2 separate regions of the Sus scrofa genome follow, and region 1 is linked to region 2. A link is a contact called in public Hi-C data. All regions are on one chromosome and are shown on one strand. The core of a region is the stretch at or near the end of the contact, and the rest is flanking DNA. Distances in the headings are between cores, read along the strand shown.

Region 1 (6,189 bases), core at 1,241-3,740, 33 kb before region 2:
CCTAGCCTGGGAACCTCCATATGCCGAGGGAGCGGCTCAAGAAATAGCAAAAAAAAAAAAAAAAAAGAGAGACAAAATCCAGTCCCAGAGGCTTTCTGCCCCAGGCCGGTGACTCTCCCAGATGACCACGTGTCCCCTAACTAACCCACCAACATGACTGCAACTTCCTAGACACACAAGGTCACAACAATATACTAAGGAGCCCACCATACAGTGAATAAGCAGTACTCCTGGCCTCACTGTTCTCTTGACTCCATCATCCCTATGTCTCTACTTCTGCCTAATGTACTCAGCCCTGAGAAGCCTACATCACCTGCCGCCACCCTCCCTCCCACACCGCTCCCATGGCCACGTATCTCCTTCACCTGCGGTTTGTGATGTCTCATCCTCCACCTAAGCAGGAGGCCAAGCCCTCAAAGCCCCCTCTTCTCTCCCTGGGCTATTAGTAACATCATCATGACCAAGATCATTGCCACTAAATGTGACTCACAGTGTTATGGACTCAACGTATGCAGCCTCCCAAAATGGACACATTGAAGCCTGAATCCTCAATGTGATGGTATCTGGAGGTAGGGCCTTTGGGAAGTAGCCAGGTTCAGATGAGGTCATGAGAAGGGACACTTTACACGAAGAGGAAGATAGATGTCTCTTGTTCCCTCCACCCGCCTGTACCAAGAAAAAGCTAAGCGAGGATGCAGTAAAAAGGGAACCAACTGCAAGGCAGGAAGAGACTCCCTGTCTAGGAATCCAATCTGCCAGCACTTTGTTTTGGACTCCTCAGCTTCTAGAACTGTAAGAAAGCGAAGTGTTTTGTTTTAGCTGTCCAAGTAAGACACTCAGTTTCCCCACCTTCTGCAGATGTCTCTATACTGAAACCCCTCCCAGAGACCTAGACCTGTGTGCCCAGCTGCCCACTTAATAACTCTACTCATTAGTTCTCTGAAACATCTCATACACTATGGTCAAAAAAAAAAAAAAAAAAAAAAATCCTAATACCCTGATTGAAAATTAATAGTTATGACCAAATTCCATATCCCATTATCCCATTTCATGGAACTTCAATCCCTCTCACTGCTAAACCCCCAAAACTTGCAATCAACTATGACTTGTACCTTTTCCTTTTTTAAAAAAGCTCCATTTATTTATTGGAGTTCCCGGTGTGGCATGGCAGAAACGAATCCAACTAGGAACCATGTTTCAGGTTCGATCCATAGCCTTGCTCCGTGGGTTAAGGTTCTGGCGTTGCCAGGAGCTATGGTGTAGGTTGCAGATGTAGCTTGGATCCTGCGTAGCTGTGGCTGTGGCACAGGCCAGCAGCTGTAGCTCCGATTTGACCCCCATCCTGGGAACCTCCATATGTTGTGAGTGGGGCCCTAAAAAGACCAAAAAAAAAAAAAAAAAGTTTATTTATTTACTTTTTTTTTTTTTTTTGCGTTTTAGAAGCAAGTCCGAGGCATATGGAGGTTCCCAGGCTAGGGGTCCAATCAGAGCTGTAGCCACCGGCCTATGCCACAGCCACAGCCACGCAGGATCCCAGCCGTGTCTGCAACCTACACCACAGCTCACAGCAACAGCAGATCCTTAACCCATAGAGCGAGGCCAGGGACGGAACCCCCATCCTCATGGATACTAGTAGGATTTGTTACCGCTGAGCCACGATGGGAACTCCCGTGACTTCTACGTTTGTATCTCACATTCCAAATCAGAAAATCAGAGCAGATTTACTTTTAAAAAAAAAAAAGAAAAGAAAGAACGAAGATCCAGAATCCAACCATTTCTACCACCTCCAAGGCCACCACACTCATCGGGACTATAGCAGTAGCTTTCTCTCTGTTCTTCCTAACTCCTTCCTCACACCTCCCATTCAGTTCTCCACACTGCAGTCACAGGGAGCCTGATAAGAGCTGGGACAGATCACCTACAGAAAAGACACTCAACTTCTAAAAAAAAAAAAAAAAGACACTCAACTTCTCAGAGAGCCATTCCAGTCCTGAGTCTTGCCCCCTTGCTCTGTTCCCATGGGAAAGACAGGAGACTGGGCCACCTGAAAATGGCAGCCCGGCATCCAAGCGCGACTCTGCCTCACATTCTCTGTTCCCTGAACACATTAAGGCAGACCTCGGAGTTCCCGAATCCTCCCGCCTCATTTGCACCCCCAAGTCCTTACACCTGCCGGCCCCTCCACCTGTAACCCTCTCCCACGCGCCACCACAAATCCGTCAGAAAAAAAAACCCGACCCATGAAGGCCTCGCTGTCTTGGACACCGGGGCCTGGGCTGCAGGCACGTGAGCAGGCGACCCGCACTGGCGCTTTTAGGCACGGGTGGGTGGGGTGAGGGCCCGGAGGTCGAGCATTTACCCGAGGCGGGTCCCAAAGCGCCGCGGCCGCCATCGGACACTCTGGGCGGAGCGGGGCCAGGAGCGGTGGCGGGACGCGGGCACGGCGGTCTCTTTGCCGGGGCTGGAATGGAGCACCCGGGCGGCGTCTCAGTGCAGCGCGGACGGCACCTCCTCTTGGACCTTCTCAGTCTTGACTCTATTCTCCAGAACGTGAGACGAAACGCCGACAAATCAACCGCCACGAGGGAGACGCCGGAAGTCCCGCCCCAAGTAGGTGCGCACATTACGGAAACCCACTTCTTCCAAACTCTCATTGGCTCAATGCCGAAGACGCCCTGCGCAGAGCCCTCTGGGTAATATAGTCCCCACGTCTTTGAGCCCAAGCGCAAGGCGCCACTTACCAGGACCTCGGAGAAAGGTGGCACCTGTGCGAAGAAGTTACGAGAGGAGTTCCCTTGTGGCGCGGAGGAAACGAATCTGACTTGCAACCATGAGGTTACAGGTTCGATCCCTGGCCTCGCTCAGTGGGTTAGGGACCCGACGTTGCCTTGAGCTGTGGTGTAGGTCGCAGACGCAGCTTAGATCCAGGGTTGCTGTGGCTCTGGTGCAGGCCGGTGGCTACAGCTCCAATTCGACCCCTAGCCTGGGAACCTCCCTATGCCGAGGGAGCCCCCCCCCCCAAAAAAAGGACTGCTTGCTTGCTGCCTGTGTGTTCGCGGAGTTCATTCTTTGCGCACGCAAGAACACGGATGATTCCGGTATCATCTTTCTGGTATCAGCAGTGTCTGTGACAACAAAGTCCCCCTAAAACTGAGACCTCCTATTGAATTTATGCTTAATCTCTCTATCCAAAACTATTCTCTTCTGACCTCAATCCCATGCTAGCTAATCAAGCAGAGTCAGGTTGATACCAGAAAGATGATACCGGAACCTAGGTTCTTGTTTACGGCAGTCCATGAATGAACTCCACGAACACACAGGCAGCAAGCAAGCAAAGTCTTTATTTTTTATTTTTTGCCTTTTGTGTTTTTAGGGCCACACCCGTGGCACATGGAGGTTCCCAGGCTAGGGGTCCAATCGGAGCTGCAGCTACCGGCCTACGCCACAGCAACACGGGATCCAAGCCGCGTCTGCGACCTACACCCCAGCTCATGGCAATGCTGGATCCTTAACCCACTGAGCAAGGCCAGGGATTGAACCTGCAACCTCATGGTTCCAGTCGGATTTGTTTCTGCTGTGTCACGACGGGAAATCCAAGCAAAGTTTTGTTTTGTTTTGTTTTCCTTTTCTGGGGCCACTCCCGAAGCATATGGAGGTTCCCAGGCTAGGGGTCTAATTGGAGCTATAGCCACTGGCCTACGCCAGAGCCACAGCTACTTGGGATCCAAGCCACATCATCGACCTACACCACAGCTCATGGCAATGCTGGATCCTTAACCTACTGAGCAAAGGCAGGGATCAAACCCACAACCTCATGGTTCCTAGTTGGATTTGTTAACCACTGCAGCACGACAGGAACTCCAAGTATTGCTTTTTCTGAGATGTGTGTGTACTGTGGCTGTTCCTTGAAATTCAATGACTCAAAGTGTTGACAGCAAGTACCTGTGTGGTTATTTGTATTATGTATAATAAAATATGGGGGCTTCCTCAGTTTGGATTTGGGCTGTTTTTGTTGAAACACACCACAGTCCTCCTGTGGCATAACTGATGCTTGACTTTATAAAAAAACTTTAGAAATAGTGGTGGCAGAAGCACAACATTGCAAATGTACTTAATGTGATTGAAATGTACACTTAAATGACTGAAAAGACAAATTTAATATTGCATAGCATTTACCACTATGTACATACACATACGAAAAGTGCCTAAACTGAGAGATTTTCTCCAAATTGCCAAACCCCTAAACTTTCTGCTGTTACACTATTTCAAAATGTCATGAACAGTTCCACTGATGAAGCTAAAACAGCATCATATTTGCATTAGGAATACATAGTGTAAAAATAGGGCTTCTTATAGGATTATGATTTCCAGGACCTAACTATCCCATTCTACATACAGTAAGAAATTTCTATCAAGAATCTGACAGTAGAAGAAATGGATAAATTTCCTGTAGAGAAGACACTCATCTGGTCACAATCAAGTTAGGAAAAATGTTTCCCTTGTCCAGCAGGAAAAACCGCGTGACACAAATATCACTGCAAATGAGCACAAAGGGGCTGAATGCTGGGAAACATGAAGACAAAAACATAGAGGTATCCACCAGCCACTGGCCTGGAATAACACATAGCGTCATCCAAACAGACAAGAGAGAAGACAGTAAAAGGAGAAAACGGAGCCCACGAGGATCAAGATGGTACCTGTGGCTCTCGCCTCAGCAGAAGATCGGGAAGATCAGCTGTTGCTGGGAATGTGCTGGACTCGCTGCTTGTGCCTGTGCAGGAAAACGACCAAGGAGCCACTAGCACAGACCATGAGGCCTAAACACACAAAGTCAACTGTGAAGAATATGACTCCAATGACAAACTTCACAGTTCTGTCAGCATTCAGAGAGGAACAATATTCGTAATTTATTTTCACACTCGTGTTTTTGCTGTGCTTTGGGCCAATCATGTTGACAGGAACCACACTATTTACCAAGAGATGCAGGACCCAGCAAAGGGAACAGCAAAAACCAATGCACGCTGGGGATCTCATTTTGAGCTCCATCCACCTAGAGAACCGGGGGCAAAGCTTAATGGTCTGAAAGACACTGAGGAGGGCAGTCATTGTGAAGGAAACCCCTCTGGCCACTCTGTGGAAATAAAAGAGAAACTTGCATCCCGGCTCGTTCAGGAAATGTTTTGATCCAAAAGCTGCTATTGTATGGGGGACCCCTCTGGAAAAAAGCACGAAGGAGTTGGCTAAGGCCAGTTGGCTGAGAATCAAGTCTGTGGGTCTCACCTTACGTCCCTTGAAAAGTGGGAAGTTATAAACATAAAGGAGGGAGAAGTTTCCAAGAATCCCACGTCCCATTTGAGTGAGGAAGAGAAGCCCTATTTCCCACTGGGCAGTAGCCATCACATACCTATGGGATAGTGATTTAAGGTGAAGCCGGATGAATGACAGCTCCACAGATACAAAGAAGTATGTGATAAATAAACCGTGGTACCTGCAGGTAGTGTAATGTTGTTCAGTATGAAAATGAGTTGAACTATCAAGACACAGATGAACCTTAAATGCATATTAGTAAGTGAAAGAAGCCAATCTAAAAAGGTAACTTACTGGGTGATTCCAAGGATAAAACATTCCGGAAACGGCTTAAAACTATGGCGACAATAAAAAGAACAGTGGTTGCCAAGAGTGGAGAGGAGTGGGGAAGTATGAATAGGCACCCCATAGATGAATTTTAGGGCAGTAAAAATATGCTGTATGATATTATAATGAACGATGTAGTCATGACCAATTTGTCTTTACCAACAGAATTTATAACGTCATGAGTGAAACCTAAGGAAAACTAACGACATTGCATGATTCTGCTGTATCAAGGTAGTTACATCTTTGGTAAAAAAAAAAAAAAAAAAAATGTACCATTCTGGTGAGTGATGCTGCTAATGGGGGAGACTACGCATGTGTAAAGCCAGGAGATAGATAGGGAATCTCTGTACCTTCCTTTCAATTTTATCGTGAACATAAACTCCTCTAAAAAAGAGTCTTTAAAAAAAAAAATGTTACCATCACCATCATGCTCAGTAACCTCCAATACTAAATCTTACAAATATTTTGTCAATTTCAATGGGCATTAAGTATGTGTGCTTATGGATGCAGAGGCTATTCATGGACTTTCTACCTGGAAACACTTTAAATGTCTAT
Region 2 (6,419 bases), core at 286-2,785:
AGTGGGTTAACGATCCGGCGTTGCCGTGAGCTGTGGTGTAGGTTGCAGACGCGGCTCGGATCCTGCGTTGCTGTGGCTCTGGCGTAGGCCGGTGGCTACAGCTCCGATTCAACCCCTAGCCTGGGAACCTCCATATGCCGCGGGAGCGGCCCAAGAAATAGCAACAACAACAACAACAACAACAACAAAAGACAAAAAAAAAAAAAAAAGATTTCGTCCAGCCTTTAAACTATGTGGAAGTTTCATACCATACTTGTGGATTTCCGTGTAGGCAGAGCTCAGGACGGAGGAGGCGGCTTGAATTCCTGTGTGGGGCTGACAGAAAATGGGATATGAGCATTGAAGAGGTCTCAGAAATCTTCATGGGGTCACCAGGGTGTCTGGAGGGAAACTAAGTTGTGTGTTCGGGGTGAGACGTCACAGGGATGCACAGAGAACTTCTGCCAGGGCTGAGAACGGGCAGAGGGTGCACAGGCTGCACCGAGCAGCAGTATCAGAATCCTGACCTGCCAGAGGGGGCGCACCTCCCCGAACACCTAGATGGTCAGTGGAGACCCCCAAAACGCTTCATTTAGGAGTAAGAGCATGGGAGTTCCCGTCGTGGCGCAGTGGTTAACGAATCCGACTAGAAACCATGAGGTTGCGGGTTCGGTCCCTGCCCTTGCTCAGTGGGTTAATGATCCGGCGTTGCTGTGAGCTGTGGTGTACGTTGCAGACGCAGCTCGGATCCCGCGTTGCTGTGGCTCTGGCGTAGGCTGGCAGCTACAGCTCCGATTGGACCCCTAGCCTGGGAATCTCCATATGCCACGGGAGTGGCCCAAAGAAGCAGCAAAAAGACAAAAAAAAAAAAAAAAAAAAAAAAAGGAGTAAGAGCATGCTCTAAGCCATGTGTCTGCCCTGGTCAGGCAGCACTGCAGCAGCTGGCAGAGGGGCCTGGAGGAAACAAGAGCAGCGGTGATCCTCAGGCTGGGTGTCTTACTTTCACATAAGGGTTTTCTTTCGTGCGTTGCTGTTGTTGTTGTTGTCTTTTCTAGGGCCGCACCCGTGGCATATGGAGGTTCCCAGGCTAGGGGCCGAATCAGAGCTGTAGCCGCCGGCCTACATCACAGCCACAGCAACACCATATCCGAGCTGTGTCTGCGACCTACATCACAGCTCACGGCAACGCCGGATCCTTTACCCAGAGTGAGGCCAGGGATCGAATCTGCAACCTCATTGTTCCTAGTCGGATTCGTTAACCACTGAGCCACGACGGGAACTCCTCTTTCTTTCCTTTCCCTTTTTCCTGTGGCACCTGGAGCATATGGAAGTTTCTGGGTTAGGGGTCCAATCCAAGCTACAGCTGAGGCCTATGCCACAGCCACTGTGACAGCAGTAACACTAGACCTCAGCCACAGCTGGCTACAATGTGGGTTTTGCTTTTTTTTTTTTGTTTTTTTTTTTTTTTTTTGTTTTTTTTTTTTAGGATTTGAGATAATTTTTATTTGCTTCTGTGTTGTTTGATTTTCTGTTTCCTTTCTTCTTCTTCTTCTTCTTCTTCTTCTTCTTCTTCTTCTTCTTCTTCTTCTTCTCCTTCTTCTTCTATGTGTTTCATCTTTACCCCAAAGAACATGGCCGGCAATGGAACCCACATCCTCACAGAAAAAAATGGGGTCTTTAAACCGGTGAGCTACAAAGGGAACTCCCCCATAAGGGTTTCTTACTCTCTGAATTCTCTTCAAGTAGGTAACAACTCTCTTTTAATCACTGAAGGAGTGATGTTTCAACAGAACCCACCACTAAAATGCGTTTGTTTTCCAGACACCACGACTCCGGGAAGACATGCGCGTGAGGCGGGGGAGGGGGATGAGTGGGGCGAGGGGGAGACCGCTGACAGCCAACCCCGTCCACGGAGGGACCTCCTTCAGACGGAACCGAGCCCAGGCTGGTCTAGGTTCCTCCCTGCGCTGCACGCTGGGGGGCAGTGACGCCCTGCTCCCGCCTTCCCGAGGGAACCTGGAACCTGGTTAGTTATTTTCCTCCACGATCAGATGCGCTTCAAGGCGGCGAAGCCGAGTGTGACCCTGAGGTGGCATCTTGCCGAGGACAGCGACACCACAGTGGTTGTGGCAGGAGGGACAGGCTGGAAGCCCAGACCCCACAGTGCTCCATGCCTGTGGGCTGACAGCGACTAAGGCAGACAACAGGGAAGCTCAGGGGGCGGCGGAGACCTTATTTTTATGTTTAGAGCCGCAGGTGCGGCATATGGAGGTTCCCAGGCGAGGGGTCCAATCGGAGCTGCAGCCACGGGCCTACACCACAGCCACGGCCACGCCAGATCCAATCCCAGGGTTCGAGCTTTTACCTGAGCCGGGTCATTCAGCGCCGCCGCCGCCATCCAAGTCTGTGGGAGGAGCGGGGTGTTATGCGGTGGGCGACCTACACCCCATCTCACTGCAAGGCCCGATACCCAGCCCACTGAGCGAGGCCAGGGATCGAACCCGCGTTCTCATGGACCTTAGTCAGACTCCGCTGAGCCAGGACGGGAACTCCTCCGGGGAGGTCTTTGAGGCCACTCCCCTCCCGACTGAGTCTCCATCCCTTGACCCAGAGTTTGAGTTCCTCCTTTGCACTCAGGGGCCGAATTCCGACTTCCGCGTGCAGCCACCAGGCCGCAAGGTGCCCGGAGCACTTTCCCGGTGGAAGAGCAGGGAGCTGCGGGGACGCGCGAGGGCCCCCAGACCCGGCGGACGGATGCTGCTGGGTCTTCCCGGACAGAGTCAAGCCGGAGTTCCCGGAAGGTCTCCCTCGGCCCCTCTGCGCTCTAGGGACAACTTCCCCACCGCCGGTCCTCACTCCCTCTCCGCACAGAGGTCAGGTGCGGACCCGGGGCGCCGACCACACGTCCGCGCTGCCATCCAGGGACGGCGGATTCTCAACCTTTCGTCTTCAAAGCCAAATCCCGACCTTTCCAGGCGCAGACACACCTGCCACCCCCGAGCCGGGCACGTCGGGAGCCCGTTCTCGGGTGGGTGGGAGTTCCGGGGAGGGGACTCAGCGCCTTTCTTCAAAAGTGCCGTCCCTGTCGTCCCCCTACCCGCGCGCGGGGGAGACCGCCCCTCTAGCCCGCGCCCACGTGCGTCCGCCTGGTCTCCGACGGCAGAGCCCGCACCGGACCCCAGCGGGACCGTCGCCGACCCCGCACCCGCCCCTTCCCGGACCACCTCCGTACCGGCCGCCAGGGCAGACCGCTGCCTGGACCCCCGCTGCTGCCACGGCTTCCAGGACTCCAGGTCCTGGCGGGACGGGCCCTCCCCGGCGGCGGGCGGGGCCGCGAGAACTACATCACCCACAATGCCCCGCACCCGCCCACGCGGCGTGGCCAAGGACTTGCAAGGGCGTTTCCGCGCGGGAACGAGACGGTGTGGGCGGGACTTCCCGCTCCGCTGGGGGCGCCGTCCCTTTGCTCCGGGGTCCAGCAGCGATCTGAGTCCTGTCGGAGCGCGGAGTCAGCCTCGAGGCGACCGCAGCGAGGAGGCGCTGGAGGAAAGGTTGTCCCCACTGCACAACGGCTCGTCTGCAGAGCCGCGGCGGTGAACGGCGACTGTACCCGAGCTCAGTCTCGGTCGCCCACCCCGTCACACCCCGCTCCTCCCACAGACTCGGTTGGCGGCGGCGGTGCTGAGTGACCCGGCTCAAGCAAAAACTCGTCCTCTGGGCCTTCACTGCCCTCGCCCCAGCAGACGCTAAAGCCCCGAGGGCGAGGCGCCTGCTCCGTATTGCTCCCTGTGTCCAGATCGGTAAGGATCTCTTGGGCGAGTGTCCATACCTGAACACCAGGGTGGTGAGGTGTAGGAGAGTGCTACTGGCAGAGGGACCAGCTTACGTAAAGTCGTGGAGGGGATATTGAGCCAGAATCGTTCAGCCTGGAATGGCAAAGCGAGGAGGTTTGTTTGTTTTTGCCTTTTCTAGAGCCACTCCTGCGGCATATGAAGGTTCCCAGGCTAGGGGTCGAATCGGAGCTGTAGCCACCGGCCTACACCAGAGCCACAGCAACGCCAGATCCGAGCCGCGTCTGCAACCTACACCACAGGTCACAGCAATGCCAGATCCTTAACCCGCCGAGCAAGGCCAGGGATGGAACCCGCAACCTCATGGTTCCCAGTCAGATTCGTTAACCACTGCTTCACGACGGAACTTCAACGAGGAGTTTTAATCTCAGGACGGTAGAAGCTGTGGAGTCCTGTGCACAAAAGAGGCACATGATGTGAGTAAGGCTTTTCAAGTTCTCCAGAAGTTGCTCAGAGCAAGAACAGACAAAAGGTGATGAAAAGCACCGAGGGGCGGGCGGTTGAGTCGGTCCAAGGTCACACACCTATAAATGCAGGAAGGACCGAGACTCAAAGTTAAGGCAGTCCTGCCATCATCTTGTTCCAGGGCTGCAGAAGGATACCTGGAGGCCAGAGACCATTGAGGCTGCCGTGGTTATATCCCTCTAATGACCTCCTTCTTCCCATAGACTCCCATGACTACAGAGGTGCTTATGGACCGTACAGAGGTGAGTGGAGGATATTTGGGGCCCTCAGTGGTCCTGACCCCACCCTTTGTCTCAGGGATTGTGTCCTGGGATTCTTCCAGTCCATGGGCCTGAGGACCCTGAAGAAACCACAAGCCCAGGGTTGTAAAGCCAGACTAGAGGTGAAAAGGAGAGTTCCTATTTCTGGCAACCAATGCAATTTGGTGTAAAAACTTGTTCCAGACATAGGTTCCAGAATGTGCTAATTCTTGGAGGTGAGACTCAGTTCAAGAATTGTAGTTCTCCCTATGTATTTATTTATGTCTTTTTAAAGCCACACCTGAGGCATATGGAGGTTCCCAGGCTAGAGGTTGAATTGAAGCTGTAGCTCCTGGCCTACACCACAGCCACAGCAACGCCAGATCCGAGCAGTGTCTGTGACCTACACCACGGCTCACGGCAATGCCAGATCCTTAACCCACTGAGTAAGGCCCAGGATTGAACCTGCGTCCTCATGGATACTAGTAAGATTTTTTTCTGATGAGCCGCAATGGGAACTCCCGAGCTCTCCATTCTTATGAGAAAGAAAGGCAAGCTGAGGGCAGGTGGGAAGGTGTAAGGCTAGAAATGGCTCCATGAGAAGTTGGGGATCTCTTCTGGAGGTGATGAGACAAATAGGAGGTTTGGGACAGAGAAGAAAAGTGATGTGACCCAGGTCTCATCATTGGCTGCTTGGAGAGGAGACTATAGGTGTAGAGAGGCAACAGGAAGAGCAGAAAGAGGCACATGCCATACTTCAGGGGAATGTTGGTGGTTGTAGTGGTGTAAGGGCCATAGAGATGGGAGAACTGGCTGGATTCTGGATCCACTTTTGAAACTAGGGCTGCCCAGCACTTCAGATTTTGAGTGTGAGAGAGAGAAAGGTAGAGGTCAGGAGTGACTCCAAAGTCTGGGAGTTCAACAGCTAGAAGATGGAAACTCCCGTGACCAAATAGTAAGATTTTCATGAAGACCTGGTAGGGAGTTCCCATCATGGCGCAGCGGAAACAAATCCAACTAGGAACGGTGAGGTTGCAGGTTTGATCCCAGGCCTCGCTCAGGGGGTTAAGGATCCAGCGTTGCCGTGAGCTGTGGTGCAGGTCGCAGATGCGGCTCGGACCTGATGTTGCTGTGGTGTATATCAGCAGCTGTAGCTCAGACTGGACCCCTAGCCTGGGAACCTCCATATGCCCCCCCCCCAAAAAAAAGTTGGTAGTAAGATTAGTTTTCATTGAAGCTAGCTGGCAGTTTGGGTTTGGGCCATCTTAAGAGTCTGAGAGGTTTGAAAGCAATTTGCAGAGAACACTTAGCAGATGGCCACACAGGTCTGTAACTCTGAGGAGGGGATCAGGAGACGTGCAAATGGTGGTGACCAGTATCTGCACTAGGGTGCAGCAGTGGACCCCACACAGGAAGGGGCATCCGGGTCGCTATGGTGTCAGCAGCCCAGCAAGGGAGAGCCGAGGGCTGGGACGGGGTCTCAGGCTTGGGCGCTTGAGTGGGCTGGTGGGTGACAAACCCAGCCGTGGGACAGAGATGGCTGTAGAAGGGCCGTGGAGAGCGGATGACCTGCCAGATGGGGGAGGCTGCCGTGGGAAGGCCAGAGCACAAAAAGAACTGAAATACTGTGAGGGTTTTTAACGTATCCAATGAGCATAGTCTTTGGAGGTAATTATGGTCTCATTCCCTTTGTGAAAAGCACGGTTAACATCCTATTTATCTAAATAAGCCACAGTCTTCATTTTAACCAGGAAGCACATTGGGAGTATTCACATTTAAATGTGCTTAGATCTATGACACCACTCTTCTCCGGCCCTCTCAAATGGGACCCTGAGCTCCAGACTGGTGCTTGTTTAGTGCTTACCAGGATTTTGCTGTGATACAC

The links. A called contact is a pair of places that touch in the nucleus more often than the background predicts.
Region 1: a Hi-C map of skeletal muscle shows a contact between it and region 2, with 9 times the contacts expected there. The contact joins the promoter of ZNF134 here to the promoter of LOC110261323 in region 2. A contact is called at or near these places in 9 of 47 Hi-C or Micro-C datasets (fetal heart ventricle, liver, mesenteric adipose tissue and 4 more).

Annotation. Positions count from the first base shown.
Region 1 is chr6:62,079,111-62,085,299 of Sscrofa11.1, reverse strand. It overlaps ZNF134 (zinc finger protein 134), which reads right to left and starts at 2,490. Exons shown (of 3, transcript XM_021097342.1): 1 at 2,360-2,490. The coding sequence starts at 2,392.
Region 2 is chr6:62,044,689-62,051,107 of Sscrofa11.1, reverse strand. LOC110261323 reads left to right here and starts at 1,535. Exons shown (of 3, transcript XM_021097335.1): 1 at 1,535-3,779; 2 at 4,073-4,537. The coding sequence starts at 2,245. The coding sequence ends at 3,576.